Regions from separate parts of the Pelodiscus sinensis genome. Here region 2 is linked to region 1. The links are chromatin contacts, called in public Hi-C maps. All regions are on one chromosome and are shown on one strand. Each heading gives the region's core, a stretch centred on a gene start, on an enhancer-like site or on the middle of the called end of the contact. The rest is flanking DNA. Distances are from core to core; before and after follow the strand shown.

Region 1 (3,340 bases), core at 836-3,335:
CCCAGGCCCCACGTGCCCCCTCCTCTGTTCCACCCCATGCCTAGCGTGGGCACCCCACCCCAGTGCCAGGCTCTGCCAGAGCAACGGGGCCCCGCCCCTGGGCTAAGCCCTGCCAGGGCACGAGATGCTCTGGGGCTCAGGGCCCCTCATACACTGTCCCTTTAAGATGCTCCCACCTGCGTGCTCCCTCAAACTCCTTCCGATTGGCAGGAATCGCCGTCAATCAGAAGCACTAAAGGCACTTCGGCCAATCCAAAGCCCACCCCAAACCCCGCCTACTCCAGCAGACCAGCCAATCAGCGCCCCGCGCTCTTCGGCCCAGTAGGCCCCGAAGCCGCTCAGCCGGGCCGCAGCCGCCTCAGCTCGTGTCGGAGAAGCCGCTTCCCCGGCCCCCTTGACCCCTGCGCTGGCCGCTCCGCAGGGAACTTATCCCCCGCGGGGTGTCCGCCGTTACCGTGCCCGAGCTGCTCGAGCCGCTGGACGCCGTGTCCGCCATCTTGAATCCATGGGCGACGACGCGCATGCGTGGCCGCGCGGGGCATTATGGGACTTGTAGTCCTGAAGAGAGGCTGGGGCAGCCTGCTCCAGGGAGAGCCCATTGGCATGGGGGTTGTGATGGGGAAGCTGGGGTTGAGCATGGACTTGCAGGAGGAGGCCTAGGGGGAGCTGCCTGCCTGAGTCTGGTTAGAGCCTGAAACAGTTCCAAGAAGAGTGAATTGCAAGGCCCAGTGACTTACAGCCAGGGTATCACTGTTAACTATTCCAGGGCTCATGGAGGGACCAGCATCAAAGTTCAGATCTGCTGCCCCGTCTCATTTGGCTGTCAACTCCGGAGTCTTAGGGGGTGGAATTTGCAAGAGCATCTTTAATTTATTTTTCCTGCCCAAGCCTGGCCGGCCTCCAGAAGACAGGGCTTTGTGTGAGACTGGCCCAGCGCATGACTGAAAAATTCTTCTCTCCATTGCTTCTCCCAAGAAGCAGTTTGTCAGATTGCTGTGTCCCCAAGATCTACCCCCAAATGTGTTAAAGAGCCACTCAGTCTGTATGCTAGCCAATGGCACAAGGGCTGCCAGACAATGTTCCCTCTAATCTTTCCCATTCACGTGTGGATTTTTTCTGTCCAAGTGCAGAACAAATTTTCTGTGTGCACCGAAGCCCATAGAAACTATGGGCACTCTGCTAATCAGCTGGGCAGCATTTGAATCTCTCCGGAGTGGCCGCACAAACACACAGCTTACAGGGAGCACTGCTGCTAGAAAGTGGTACGGTGCAAGAGATGAGGTGCCTGCCTACACAAAGAAACTATCTATTCTCCCTAACTGCAGTCCAATTGAAAGGACGCTCATGAAAAAAGAGCTCTATGCTTTTGTGAGATAAGGGGTCAATAGTTGAGTTGTCCTTCAGAGAAGGAACCTGGTATGTTAGGTTGTAAAGAACTGACATTGCTGTTAGCCCTGTTAATGCCAATCCAGGACTTATTTCACCCTAGCTAATCATTTCATTTCTTTACCACTTTGGCGACCACAATACAATGTCTGACGTTTACTCAGAACCCTTCATCTTAAAGGATCCAAATGCAATTGCAAACTTAGATACAGGGATCTCCTCACCCATCACTGAAATTCAACCGCTGCAGGGCTGGGACCTGTCTGGACACTGTATCCAGTTGAAATTGCAGGGGGGAATTATGGTACTGTAGATGAGAGCATTATTACTTGAATTTAGAATTTCCCCATGCCACCCTGTCATTATGAAAAGTGCTATGGGGTATGATGGCTATTTAGAGTCAAGACCTAAGTCTCTGCCAAAAATACAATGCTTCTGAGTTTGTATCCAACAAATGGAAAATTTGAATGTACAAAAATGTCTCTTGTCAAGCTCATATGAAAACCTAAATCACTTGGGTTGCGTGAAATATTCTTCAGGTTGTTTCTCAGTACGCAGTGCTTCTTGAGCAAGCTTCAATTTCCCTTTTAGGGTGTTCAGCTCTTGTGATCAAATCTTTGGTGAAGTCGGTTGTGTGCTTCAGAAACTATAGAACAGGAAGCCCCCCTCCTACAGCTCCCACCTCTTGTTTCCTGTGTAACTACATATGCGTGGGGAGAGAAAGCATCTTAGGAACCAATAACCATATTGCAAAAAAAGAAATGTAAACAACAGCTGCCACGCTGGAAATTAAAGGTCCTGATCTCGGTCAATTCAGATTGCAATGCAGCTTCCACGTAGCGCTGTTTTTTTCAGCAGCGATGGTAGCGAAAACAGCAACCCATGGAAAAAGAAGGGGGTGGAGGAGAGGAGAGACTGGATTGTTGAAAGGAAACGTGCCCCGTGAAGCTAATTTATTCATCATCAACAAAGGTAGGAGGCAATTTAGTTGTATTTTCATGGTAAATTGTAGATTGAAAAGGTGAAAGAGAAAGAGAGAGAGATCATGTCATAAGCAACAAAGGAAGAGGAAAAATTAGTTCCCAAGAGGTTGGTTGAACATAAGAATCTTGAAGACACTTCAGAGTAGGTGCTTTAGAGGGAGTGATTGTTTATTGGAAGTAGATCTTAGTGCCGGGTTCATTGTGTGTGTGTATATATATATAGCCACTTGTTGTGCAGTACCCTACAAACCTGTGACACAGTAACTTCTGTAGCCCCAGGCCAGTGTGTGTTTTTTTGCCAGACCTGCTGGAATGGAGGTGTAGAAGATTTTTTGCCTATTGGTGAGCTAAGAGATGTCTGTGTCTTCTTGCAAAAGACATGGTGTGATTTTCACCGATGTCGAGTTCCTGCATCTTGTAACTGGAGTTGCAGTGGCTCAGTACTTCTGAGAAGCAGGACTTGTGGGAAGAACAAGTGCTAGTGAAATCCACGGGTTAACCCTTGGCATGGATCTGATCCAGTTTAGGTGAAAAGGGGAAGGAGCGCTTCAGGTAATCAGGCTTGAAAACCTCAACTCACTGCTATTGCCTGAAGCTAAATTACGGGGCCAGACTTAGACAGCAATATTTATAAAAATAATAGCTGACTCTCAAACCAAGATGCAATATGTATGCATACCTAGTATCTACCACTAGCACTGCGCACCTGAATTCATATATGCACCTTGGCTTATGTGATTCTTAACATGGCATGTCTGAATCCATAATTGTAGCTTGACATACCCGATAGCAATTCATAACATGGAACAGCTGGTACCAGCTGCAAAGTGGCATACCTGAATCCATAGCAAGAAAGTGACACAACTCTGTGGTGCCCTGATGTTAATTCACTGCGTGTCATGTATCTGCCAAGCTTGGGATACCATGATGTGAAACCCAGGGTAGGAATGGATGTGAAATGTGAATATGGT
Region 2 (3,391 bases), core at 16-2,515, 190 kb after region 1:
GAGACATCAAATCAATGTCTGTTAAGTTTCGGGCTACCCAGACTCCGGCAGCAAAAAGTCCAACGTTGACTATGAGGTTTCTGAAAAATACAGAGCCAGTTAGATTTGTTGAACGTGGTGTTGTCCAGTCTACAATGAAGTATTTATCTAGAATACTAACTGTAAATGTACAGCAACACTTTCAGCACTGACTGCTTTAAAACAATAACCAATATTAGATCTCATTGCCAAACATACACTATAGCTGGATGAAGCAACAATTTCAGTTTTGAGGGAGAGGAATTTCCCGGTTTTTGTTGCCTTCTCAGGACTTCTATTCAGAAACATTCTGGCTATGCCTAGACTGGCATGACTTTCCACAAATGCTTTTAACAGAAAAGTCTCCCATTAAGAGCATTTGCGGAAAAGAGCATCTAGATTGGCATGGATGCTTTACTGCAAAAGCATCCATGGCCAATCTAGAAGCGCTTTTGCGCAAAAAAGCCCCGATCACCATGTTCGCGATCGGGGCTTTTTTACGCAAAACAAATCTGAGCTGCCTACACTGGCCCTTTTGCGCAAAAGGACTTTTGCATGCAGGAGCAGCATCGTATTTCCACAAGAAGCACTGATTTCTAACATGAGAGCGTCAGTGTTCTTGCGGAAATTCAAGTGGCCAGTGTAGACAGCTGGCAAGTTTTTGCAGAAAAGCAGCTGCCAGTCTAGACCCAGCCTCTGTGTTTCCCGTTTCATCCCCTATTCAGGACACGATCGGTGTGGAAACAGGATTTTGCCTGAATTCTTGTTTTCCCCGCCTCTCCCGAGGTAACCATGTGCTGCCCCACTTCAGGCAAGCAGCATTATGCCTGGGGGGAGGGAGGGATACCAGCAGGCTCGGAGCTTTTCACATGCCATGGAGGCGGGTCAGAGCAGACAGACACATGCAGCGAACAGGGTTTAAATAGCCGCGGGAGCGGGCCCCTAGCAGTGGGGGAGGGAAGGACCCGCCCTTCTCCGCCCCCCACATCCCGGTCACGGCCCCAGGGGCGCGTGGCCTCCCCGCCGCGGGGGGGCTGTCACGGTCCCGGGGGGGGTCTCTCCCAAGCAGCCCGCCCCCCCGGGGGCACCTGCGGAAGTCGTTCCTGTCGGCGGCGAAGCGGAAGGCGCCCCGCAACCAGTCCCGCAGCCGCTGCCGGGGGGACCCGGGGCTCCGGCTGTCGCTGCCTCCCGCCTGCCCGCCCGGCGCCATGGCTGCTCCGCGTGGGAGCGAGGGGCGGAGATAAAGCGTCACATCCTGTCAGGGCGCGGTCTCAGCACGTCACTTCCGTCAAGGAGGCCGACGCGGGAAAAGCGGCGTGCGAGCGCGTGGCGGCCTGGGGCCTGACCGCATGCGCAGTGGCCCTGCAGGCGCCGCCTTCGGAATACTCGGCCCTTCAGGCGCGTTCCCTGAGCAGAGCGCGAGCCTTGGGCACAGGGCAGAGTGATGTGCAACATGCAAGTGCCTGCTCGTGCAATCCCAGGGTGCAGAACAACAGACCCCGTGCAATACCCCATGTGCAACATCACAGTGTGCACGTGCCCATGCAATCCCAGTGTGCCGAGTACCAGGCCCCGTGCAATGTCACAATGTGCAAGTGCCCGTGCAATCCTAGTGTGCCGAGTGCCAGGCCCCGTGCAACACTCTGGCTGTGTCTAGAGACTGGCAAGTTTTTCCGCAAAATCATCTGATTTTGCAGAAAAACTTGCCAGTTGTCTACACTGGCCACTTGAATTTCCGGAAAAGCACTGACGATCTCCTGTAAAATCATCAGTGCTTTTCCGGAAATACTATGCTGCTCCCATTTGAGCAAAAGTCTTTTTCCAAAAGACATTTGCACGAAAGGGCCAGTGTAGACAGCATAGTACTGTTTTCCGCAAAAAAGCCCCAATCACAAAAAAGGAGATCCTGCCAATCTAGACACGCTTTTCTGAAAATGCTTTTAACGGAAAACTTTTCCGTTAAAAGCATTTTTGGAAATTCATGCCAGTGTAGACGCAGCCTCCGTGTGCAACATCACAACATGCAAGTGCCTATGCAATCCCCTTGTGAATTCTCCGTATGGTGCATTGTGGGATGGCTTTGGAGAGCCAGAAACAGTTGCTGTGAGCAATGCAGTATCTACACAGCCTCTGCTTTTACATCACTACGTTGTCTGTGCCTCTTGGGGCGGTGGAGTGATTAAGGCGCTAGCGGGTAAGTTATATCGGTGGGAGCAAAATTTGAGTGTCGCTATTTACGTCATTAAGTCAACACAGGGTGCCCGACAGCCTTCGCCAGGGTTCTGGCAGTGATTTAAAGGCTTGGGGCTCCAGCCGCTGCCACTGAAGAGGTGGCGGTGTCCAGGAGTCCTGGGACCTTTTAAATTGCTGGGAGGGGGACGGGTGTCGTTCCCCACCCCACCCCGCACCTCATCAACAGGCCTGGGTCCACATAAGCTGCTTCATGTAAAGCTAACTCTGCAGCACAGACGAGGACTCAGACTGAGCATCCCGCCCAGGATGTAAGGGACACTTCTATTTGCAATAACTCCCAGACACCCCATTTAAGTAATGCTATCATCACCCTCCTCACCCACTATGGTACCCAGAACCACGTGTGTCAAGCCATACATGGGCACAAAGCCTTCTGTCCCCGAGCCACGGAGACTGATGTGCTTGTGTGGCTAATGCACAAGCTTTTACGCAATGTATTTGCGCTCTGCTCTGCTTCTGCCAATGGGAGTGCAGGAGGGGTGGGCTTCTCTGGGCTTGGCATCCAATGGCAGAGCAGGGTGGTAGATTTGAAGATTCCTGGGCCAGGTGGAGGTAGGTCAGTAATGGAATGGCTCAGAGCAAGGGGATGTCCTGGTCTTTGGCTGCAGTTGGAGGAGGGCTACAGAAGGACTAGGGGCAGCAGGGATGGGAGGTTTAGCCCTCATGGTTTGGTTTGGTTCTGTTCCGCTGCAACACCCAGTGAGGAGTAATCTGCTTCCCTGGCTGCAATTGCTTTCATAAATACTGCTAAGCTTAGTAAAAACCTGTCTGGGTTCCAGCTGGGGGAACTACCGTTCTGCTTGCCTTGTTTTATATTCTACCCACACATGTTCTGACTGATAATAATGTGTGATGTCAGTTGGAATTATTTAATCAGAGATGATTAGCTCTCAATCCCACAGAGCACAGAGAGGAAAAGCACCCTTAACCAATCTCTCCACAACTCGGGAAGTGTTAGCTGTTTGTCCATCTCCACCTTAACTCCTGCAAATTCTTCCCTCTTACAGTGGGTGACAAAGAAATTCCTTTGTGAAGAAGAGAAGCTACTTTCCCACCCCAATCCCACTCTGCAGGGGCTTTGGTATCTCAATTGCATCCAAAGCACCTTTTATGGCATCTC

What was found. A called contact is a pair of places that touch in the nucleus more often than the background predicts.
Region 2: a contact with region 1 is called in a Hi-C map of an unstated tissue, with 4 times the contacts expected there. The contact joins the promoter of LOC106732513 here to the promoter of CCND3 in region 1. A contact is called at or near these places in 3 of 5 Hi-C or Micro-C datasets (blood, liver and an unstated tissue).

What each region holds. Positions count from the first base shown.
Region 1 is chr27:9,414,745-9,418,084 of ASM4963464v1, forward strand. It overlaps CCND3 (cyclin D3), which reads left to right and starts at 2,086. Exons shown (of 5, transcript XM_075910084.1): 1 at 2,086-2,358. It overlaps TAF8 (TATA-box binding protein associated factor 8), which reads right to left and starts at 543. Exons shown (of 8, transcript XM_006130429.4): 1 at 455-543. The coding sequence starts at 523.
Region 2 is chr27:9,601,037-9,604,427 of ASM4963464v1, forward strand. LOC106732513 (mitochondrial import receptor subunit TOM6 homolog) reads right to left here and starts at 1,266. Exons shown (of 3, transcript XM_075910357.1): 1 at 1,107-1,266; 2 at 1-80. The coding sequence starts at 1,228.